Regions from separate parts of the Sus scrofa genome. Here region 1 is linked to region 2. Evidence: chromatin contacts called from public Hi-C data. All regions are on one chromosome and are shown on one strand. The core of a region is the stretch at or near the end of the contact, and the rest is flanking DNA. Distances in the headings are between cores, read along the strand shown. Region 1 holds the start of MTX1 (metaxin 1). Region 2 holds the start of PKLR (pyruvate kinase PKLR).

Region 1 (4,391 bases), core at 662-3,161, 74 kb after region 2:
CTCCTACTCTCCTTTCCCTTCCATGTGTCATCGGCCTATTCATCTCTACCTCCCTGCCCAGCAGGTGCCTCTGGATGCCCTGACTAGCTTAATCTCTAGTCTACCACGTACTCCATCACAACAACATTGTGTCTCCCCACTGGACTATGTGTTTCTTGCAGCTGAGTCACCTGCATCTGGATTGGCATATGCTGCTGTTCAATAAAGATGTGTTGCACTGAATCAACTGAACTCTCTCATTGACAGTCCCCCTACCCAAGCCACCTACCTCTTTTCGAAGGTGGGTGATGATCTTGTGTGGTACCGAGATGACTTCTCCTTGACTGGTCCGAAGGGCAGGCAGAGTTCCTGACATTGACAAAGAAGTATGGCCACCAGATCCTTAACTGCTTATCCATATATTATTGCACCACATCCCTGTCTGTCTCCTGCTCTTCCCCTTGTACATTCCCTTCCTCACCACCCCCACCGCCACCCAGGGACACTGGATACCTGAAGGGCTCCGCCAGGGGTTGGTGATCTTGTGCACCTTGAGTGGGGCACCAGTAAATCTGGCATAGGTCTGCAGGGAAGGAAGCAGAAGGCAGAGAGGCCAGGGACATGGCCCCCACAGGGGAATCAAGAAAAGAAATAACATTTATTGAATACCTTTTGTGTTATGCCCTATGCTTCATAATTGCCTTACCAAAAAAAAAAAAAAAAAAGTTGACATTATGTTCTTTTTTTTTTTTTTTTGTCTTTCTGCCATTTCTTGGGCTGCTCCCTCGGCATCTGGAGGTTCCCAGGCTAGGGGTCAAATCGGAGCTGTAGCCGCCGGCCTACACCAGAGCCACAGCAACTCGGGATCCGAGCTGTGTCGACAACCTACAGCTCACGGCAACACCGGATCCTTAACCCACTGAGTGAGGCCAGGGATCGAACCCACAACCTCATGGTTCCTAGTCGGATTCATTAACCACTCCGCCAAACGGGAACTCCTATGTTCCCATTTTACAGTGGGTAACACAGGGCTCAGAGAGATGATGGACATGTCCATGATTACAAGTCAGCCAGAAAAATCCTTTCCTCTACCTTCTTTCCTGCCATTTCCCGGTGAACACTTAACCTCATTTGGAAGCACTGACCATGCCTTTCTTTGGAGTCTCTATGGACTGTTCATACTTATAACTTAGCACCAGAACATTTTATTACACTTATTTGCTGACATGTCTACCTTTCTGTAAACACCACCAGGGGAGGGACCACATGCTATTTATCTTTGCATGCCAATGTTTGGTATTTGTAAGATGCCTAATACATGCTTATTAAATGAAAGAGTGAATGAATGAGTGAACTAGTCTGACTCCAAAGCTCTATCTACAGAGCCTGGCTGTGGGCTTTTTGGTTCAATGAACAATAACCTCAGTCAGTGCTGTTGAATGAGGAGGAGGAGGGAGGGAGGTTGAGAAGGCAGAGACCTGCGGAGTCGGAGAACTCTGAGATCGTCCAGCCTCAGTAAACAAGCGGATGAAGAAAACAGCGCCCAGAGAGAAGGGATCGCTCCAAGGTCACACAGCCAATAAATGGACATGCGAGAACTAAAACTCATCTCCTGAACCTCTGACCAGCACCCGTTCCATTGCCAAACAAAAACTAGGCTGCTAATGGCAAAGGACACGGTATGTGAGTCCATACTGGCCAGGCACGCTCTTTGATTGCCTCAGTTTCCCCCAATGCGCCCGTGCTGAGGCGCCCTGGCAAAATCCGGTGATTGGCTAGTCCGAGCCCCCTCCCCAGTCCTCCAGGGCGCAGCAGAGGGCGCTGGCGCCACCCCTCACCAGCACGGCCAGACTGTCCAGGTCCACGGACGGCAGCCCCCAGCCCCCTGACCAGCAGAACAGCTCCATGGGCGCCGCCATCTTGCCCGCCCTTTGTCCCGGAAGCACCTCCCCCTGCGCTTCAGCCCTCCTCCGCGCGGATCCGCCCCCCGCCCCTACGACTGTTCACAGTGGGGAGCTGGGGGGAGGCCCTCGGGAAGGCGCTGCTTATCCCAGCCCAGAAGGCGGCCTGACGGCGTGGGGCGGAACCGAAGGCTTCGGGGGAGGGCGGCAGCGGTCCGATCCACAGGCGGCTCGCGAAGGGGGGAAGGGCTTTCATCCCGGCGCGCCTAAGAGAGTCCCGGAGCCTTGGCCGAGGGGAGCCCCGAGCCTCTGAAGGCTCAGCGGGCCCAGAAGGGGGCTTTGGGCTCCTGGGCAGGCTCTGGGTGCCCTCACAGATCTGCAAGAGGTCTGGGCTGCTTCGGGCCCCCTCAGGGCTCGGCCCCGAGCGGGGGCTGCGGGGGGGGTCCCCCGAGCCGCATGTTTTCCACAGCGCGTTATGTTTGGAGCCGGCCCCGCGCCTCCTGTCGCCATGGAAACAAAACAGGGGCGGTGGCGGAGGCCGAAGCTAGGCCGGGCTGGGGCCTGGGTGGGGGGAGGGGAGGTGGGGCTCTGGGACTGTTGCCTTGGCAACGGGAACCGAGGCGCCCCTCCGTTTCATCCGGGTCGTGGCCTGTCTGCCTGTACCCCCAAGTGTTCTCAGTCTGCCCCCCGGCCCCTGGCCTGTCCTCTGGTCTCCTCCTGTCCTTGGCGTCCCTTTCCCTATTTCTTCACTCCAGCCTCACTGACCACTGTTGTAGACTTTCCCTCCAGTTTCCACCAGACTCTTCTAGACTCCCAGGTTTTCCTAGTAATGAAGGAAAGTGGAAGCACAGGGACAAGGCATGGGACCATCACCCTAATAAAGAGCACTTGCTCTGTCGGAGGAGCAAACGTCATGCCATGTGGGCATCCCCTGGGCACTATAGCAAGCTAGTTTCAGCCACTCCCTTGGAATTCTCTCGTACCAGCTGTGGAATAATGCTCACTGTCTGGCACTGCCCCTGCCAAAGTTGCCTGCCTTCCCCAACTGTGGCTTCCAGAAGACAGTAGCATTCGGTAGCAACCCCCAAGAGCGAGATGCAGGGGAGAGGGAGGCACCTGGGGGAGAGCACCATTAGGGAGAGGCGCGAGGCAAGGAGGCCTCCAGGACTCTTCCTCAGTGCCCCTGGTTCCCGGAGCTGAGGATGCCTCCAGGGTGATTGGCAGCTCTTTGTTTCAGCCCCCCCTCACCGCCTGCCGGCCCCCCCCTCCAGTCCCTCCGCCCCCCTCTCCTGCTCTCCGCCTAGCCTTTTCCCCTCCCAGCCGCCTGCCTGCCAGGGGTAGTGAGCCGGCTGAGCGGCATGGAGACGCAGGAACTTCGGGGGGCCCTGGCTCTTCTCTTCCTTTGCACTTTCGCATCTGCCAGTCAGGACCTGCAGGGTAAGCCAGTACCAATTCTCAGAGCCCCCTCTCTGCCTCCTCCCCACTTGCCCCCAGCCTAGTAGCAGGGAACATGTGGGCAAGGGGAGAGGGGAGAGTCCTGAAATTGAACCGGAGGGAAGAGTTGATGAAATTATGATCCTGTGGGGAGGAGCTGACACCAGAAGGTGGCGGATGAGTGGGAACTGGCCAGGGTCAGCATGAGGCCAGGGCTGTGGACTCAGGAGGCAGGATGCTAGGGCTGCCTGGCTGGTTTGGTGTCTGAGCATCCCCAGACACTCCAGGGTCTGGGAGAGCAGCTCAAAGGTGGGTTTCTTCCACCTTTGGGCTCCTAGTTGCCTAAGAACCGGGTGGGGGTGGGGACCAAGAGGTCTGGGCTCTCCTGGAGGTCTGGTGGTAGGATGGGTCTGTGGGTGTGGGAGAGGTAGCTGGAGCAGATGACACAGGCACAGATTCTTTACAGGCTGGAAGGGAAACCACAGATTGGCCAGGACACAGGAGGCAGAGAGCTGGGTCCCAGGTTCCTGTGGGAGAGAGCCAGACAGTAGGAGGGTCGAAGTCTTCAGTGGGCAGCTGTTCTCACCCAGAGCGAGTGTGCTGAACCCCCCAGGACGGGAGGAGGAGCATTTAGGGGCATTTAGAGCCAAACCCAGCCGTGTGAAGAGAAACGGCCTTCCTATTTCTGCGCTGTGGGCACCAGGTGCTACTCCTGCCTTGAGATCAACACAGTGACTCCTTTGCGCCACCTGGTGGGGGCATCTCACATTCGCGGGGCGCTGTTGCTGTATTTCCAGTTGAGCCTCAGGCCTGCCGGTTCTCGGAGTGGCAGTAAGGAAGGCACAACGCCTTGTCCTCTGACAGCAACAAGGGTTGGATTTCCAGGAGGTGACTAACACTGTCGGGTGGTGATGAAGGATGCCGCCCCACCCCTGAAGGCTCAGAGAGAGCAGGCCTTAGCATTTGACAGGGGTCTGACCTTAATCATCTCTGCTTGGTCAGTGATCGACCTGCTGACTCTGGGCGAGTCCCGGCAGATGGTAGCTGTGGCGGAGAAGATTCGGACAGCCCTGCTCA
Region 2 (4,620 bases), core at 759-3,258:
TCCCATGGTGGTGCAGCAGAAACGAATCTGACTAGGAACCACGAGGTTTTGGGTTAGAACCCTGGCTTCGCTTCAGTGGGTTAAGAACCTTCATTGCCGTGAGCTGTGGTGTAGGCTGCAGACGCAGCTGGGATCTGGTGTTGCTGTGGCTGTGGTGAAGGCTGGCAGCTGCAGCTCTGATCAGACCCCTAGCCTGGGAGCCTCCATATGCTGCGGGTGCGGCCCTAAAAAGACCAAATAAATAAATGAATAAATACTGGCCATGGTCAATGAGCAAATGGTAGCCAATGTGATAATGACAATGATGCTATCAGAGCCCTTCCAGAGGATTCCCCCCACAAAGTGCTCCCCATTCCCCTTCTTCAGGATCCAGGCCCTACCCTAGATCCCCTGCTTCCTAGATTCACCCAGGGCTAACGTCAATAAAGTGCAAAGAGGAGTTCCCATTGTGGCTCAGTGGGTTAAGAGCTGAACCAGTATCCATGAGGATGCTTGTTCGATCCCTGGCCTTGCTCAGTGGATTAAAGGATCTGGTGTTGCCACAACCTATGGTGTAGGTTGCAGATGGGGCTTGGATCTGGCATTGATGTGACTGTGGTGTAGGCCCCAGCTGTGGCTCCAATTCGACCCCTAGCCTGGGAACTTCCATATGCCACAGGTGTGGCCCTTAAAAAAAGTCAATAAAATTTTTTTTAAAAATGCAGTGCAAAGAAAAAAGTAACCATATCACTGGTATGAGGGGAAAAAAATCTCTATTTGGGCTGATGACCAGACAGTGTGAATGGATTGAAAATTTATCAGGAAAAATGGATGAGAGATGGAGAACGCCAGAGGGCTGAGCAGGTCTGGGGGAGGGACTCTGTGTGGCGACATGGGCAGCCTGCAGGGTGTGCCCCTTTTCTTTTCTCTGGCTCCCTTTGATAAGACCAGCAGTCTTGTTATCCTCTCCCCTTCTCTCTCCACAGTCTGGGCAGCCCCAGTTCCGCATATTGGAGGCATGTCAGTGCAGGAGAGCATGCAACCCCTGGGGCTTTTGTCATGCATCTCTAAGTCCCAAAGGGATTTAGCCAAGTCCATCCTGTTTGGGGCTCCAGGAGGTAAGAAGGGGCAACAGATGCCATTGAAGAGAAGGGGGAGGGGTTCCTGTTGTGGTTCAGTGGAAATGAATCCGACTAGTATCCATGAGGATTCAGGTTGATCCCTGGCCTCACTCAGTGGGTTAAGGATCCAGTGTTGCCATGAGCTGTGGGGTAGGTGGCAAATGAGGCTTGGATCTGGCATTTCTGTGGCTGTGGCATAGACTGGCAGCTGTAGTTTCGATTCAACCCCTACCTAGGAATTTCCATATGTCACTGGTGTACCCCTAAAAAGCAAAAAAAAAAAAAAAAAAAGAGAGAGAGAGAGAGAGAAGGGGAAAATGAGGGTGAAAATCAGGAGTGCGGAGTTCCCGTCGTGGCGCAGTGGTTAACGAATCCGACTAGGAACCATGAGGTTGAGGGTTTGGTCCCTGCCCTTGCTCAGTGGGTTAACGATCCGGCGGCGTTGCCGTGAGCTGTGGTGTAGGTTGCAGATGCGGCTCGGATCCCGGGTTGCTGAGGCTCTGGCGTAGGTCGGTGGCTGCAGCTCCGATTCAACCCCTAGCCTGGGAACCTCCATATGCCGCGGGAGCGGCCCAAGAAATAGCAACAACAACAACAAAACAACAACAACAAAAAAGACAAAAGACAAAAAAAAAAAAAAAAAAAAAGAAAATCAGGAGTGGGGCAGGGGGTACATATAATCCATATCTGCTGCTGGCCAGGAGGCATTTGGGGAGGATTTGCAGCCTTTGGAGTCGCCCCTGTGTTTAGTAATGGATCCTGCTCTGGGCCTCTTCTCTCAGCCCCAAAAGGCAGGGCAGAGGGAAGCTTGCAGCACGGGAGCCACTGGGTACTCCCGTGGTTCCTGGACTCTGGCCCCTGGGGCAGAGGTCCTCCAGTGACAGGGGAGATGCTGGTGACACTTTAACCAGTATGCAGTACTGATCCCCGGCCCAGCTGGGCCTCATTCCCTCATGCTTCAGATATCCTGGAGCAGACCCCCCAGAGATAGACAGGCGTGCAGTGGCATGGAGGGTGCGGCTGGCAGTGGGGCTCCTCTTCCCCTGGGCTGGGCTGTGTCAAACTACAGGGGCTCCAGGACCTGAAGTAGCTTGGAGCAGGCTGAGGAAACTCAGACAAGGGGGTGGGGAGGCCAGCCAATTGCCAGAGGTTGGAAGGAAGAAAACAGGGACTTTAGGAGGGAGAAGTGGGTGATTCTGGGCCTGGAAAGGAAGGGTCACTGTGAGCTAGATATCAATGGAGGCTAAGGCTGCAGGAAGTCAGCAGCTAAAGGGTAAGAAGTCCAGGGTTGACAAGGATCAGACAGCTGGGTGGTCAAGAACTTGAGCCTAGAGTTAGACCTTGACGTAAATCCTATCTCTTACGTAGGAGTGGTATGACCTTGGGCACTTTATTTAACCTTTCTCAGCCTCTGTTTCCTTACCTGTTAAAATGCAGATAATTATAGAGCATTTAACAGTACCTGCTTCCCAGCATCCTTGTGACTAAATAAGATAACGTACGTGTAATGCCCAGCTCATAAAAAGACAACCAAAACTGGAGCGCTGAGGCTGTGCTGAGATGAAAAGATGAGGAGGAGAGGCAGGTGCCCATGCAGCCCTCTTCTACCGCAGGGCCAGCGGGGTACCTACGGCGAGCCAGCTTAGCCCAACTGACCCAGGAGCTGGGCACTGCTTTCTTCCAGCGGCAACAGCTACCGGCTGCTATGGCAGACAGCTTCCTGGAACACCTCTGCCTGCTGGACATCGATTCTGAGCCTGTGGCTGCTCGTAGTACCAGCATCATTGCCACCATCGGTAAGCACCCCCTATTCCCGCTGAAGCATCACGGGACCTCTTGGGTATTTCTCAAGATGCTTCCTCATCTTTTGTCTCCTTCAGACTTCTCCCTGTCTGAGCGAGTCATTCATTCAACAAATATTTGTTGAGCTCTAGGCAGACAAGCATCTGGCCCCTGGGAGTTGTTCAGTGAAATGAAGACCCCTTATCTTTGGGGAGCTGACAATCTAGCTGGGTGGGCCAAGACTTAAGAAACATAATACATTATTTTAAAATAAGAAATGTATTTATTATTTTAGAAAGTGATAGGTACTATGGATGAGAAAAAGAAAAATCAAACATGGTAAGGGGTGTCAAGATGCAAGGGCAGGAGGTGGCAGTGCTAATAGGGAGGCAGGGTAGCTCTTGCTGAGAAAATTAGACCTGGGCAAGGACTTGAAGGAGATGAGAAAACAAGCCATGCAGATGTCTGGAGAGAGTTCTAGGCAACAGGAACAGTCAATGCCAAAGCCCTAAGTCAAGGAGGCTGGAAACCATCAAGGCGAAGAGCAGCAGAAAGGAAGATGCTGGGAGGAGGGGAAGATCCTATAGGGTTTAGTAGGTCATTTTTAGAATTTGAGTTGAATTTTCCTCCAAGTATAATGAGAAACCACTGCAGAGTTTGGAGTCGGGGGAATGACACACTCTTACTTAGGTTTTAACAAACCCACCCAGCTGTGGTAATGAAAATATACTGGAGGCGGGGGTGGGGATGAGGGCAGAAGTCACTCCTGCAGTATTTCTGGTTTAGACCAGGTGGTGGCAGTGAAGCTGGTGAGAAGTGATCAGATTCTTTTTTTTCTTTTTTTTCTTTTCAATTTTATTGGAGTAGAGTTGACATACAAAGTTGTGTTAATTTCAGGTCTACGCCAAAGAAAATCATGTGTACATATACATATACCTATTCCTTTTCAGATACTTTTCCCATATAGGTTATTACACAATGTTGAGTAAATTTCCCTGTGCTATATTGTGGTCTTTGTGACCCATCTATTTTACATATAATAGTGTGTACATGCCAGTCCTAACCCCCTAATTTATCCCTCCCCCCTCCCGAAGAAGTGACCAGATTCTGAAGGCATTTTGTGTGTTTTTTTTGTTTTTGTTTTGTTTTGTTTTGTCTTTTTGCCTTTTCTAGGGCCGCTCCCACAGCATATGGAGGTTCCCAGGCTAGGGGCCCAATCCGAGCTGTAGCTGCCGGCCTACACCACAGCCACAGCAACACGGGATTCGAGCCGCATCTGCAACCTACACAACAGCTCACGGCAACGCCGGATCCTTAACCCACCGAGCAAGCCAGGGATCCTTAACCCACAATCTCATGGTTCCTAGTCGGATTCGTGAACCACTGCTCCACGACGGGAACTCCTCTGAATGTATTTTGAAGGCAGAGCTGAGAGGAAATGATGGATGGGATATGGGGTAGGAGTGAGGGTGAAAAAGGAGTCAAAGATTTCTCCCAGGTTTTTGGCGTGAGGAACGAGAAGAATCCATTATCGACTGAGCAGAAAAGACTGCGGTGGGGCAGAGATCAGGTCAGTTTTGGGGCATGCTGAGTTTGAGACTTGCATTAGACATGCAAGTATGGTACAGAGTAGGCAATCAGATATACAACTCTGGGTTTGGGAAAGTGGTCTGCATTGGAGATACAACTTTGGGAGCTGTCCTATCGATGGTATTTAAAGCCATGAGACTAGTTGAGA

What was found. Hi-C and Micro-C count contacts between places; a contact is called where the count stands out from the background.
Region 1: a Hi-C map of liver shows a contact between it and region 2, with 5 times the contacts expected there. The contact joins the promoter of MTX1 here to the promoter of PKLR in region 2. A contact is called at or near these places in 1 of 5 promoter capture datasets (fetal liver), 7 of 47 Hi-C or Micro-C datasets (embryonic fibroblasts, heart right ventricle, liver and 3 more) and 1 of 2 datasets of contacts at active chromatin or transcription factors (alveolar macrophages).

What each region holds. Positions count from the first base shown.
Region 1 is chr4:94,609,528-94,613,918 of Sscrofa11.1, forward strand. MTX1 (metaxin 1) reads right to left here and starts at 1,912. Exons shown (of 8, transcript NM_001039750.1): 1 at 1,818-1,912; 2 at 493-562; 3 at 269-348. The coding sequence starts at 1,898. THBS3 (thrombospondin-3) reads left to right here and starts at 3,175. Exons shown (of 23, transcript XM_013997018.2): 1 at 3,175-3,317; 2 at 4,317-4,391. The coding sequence starts at 3,239.
Region 2 is chr4:94,534,970-94,539,589 of Sscrofa11.1, forward strand. PKLR (pyruvate kinase PKLR) reads left to right here and starts at 2,009. Exons shown (of 11, transcript XM_021089721.1): 1 at 2,009-2,114; 2 at 2,714-2,896. The coding sequence starts at 2,054. All of the region lies in intron 1 of LOC102165794 (a long non-coding RNA gene), which reads right to left.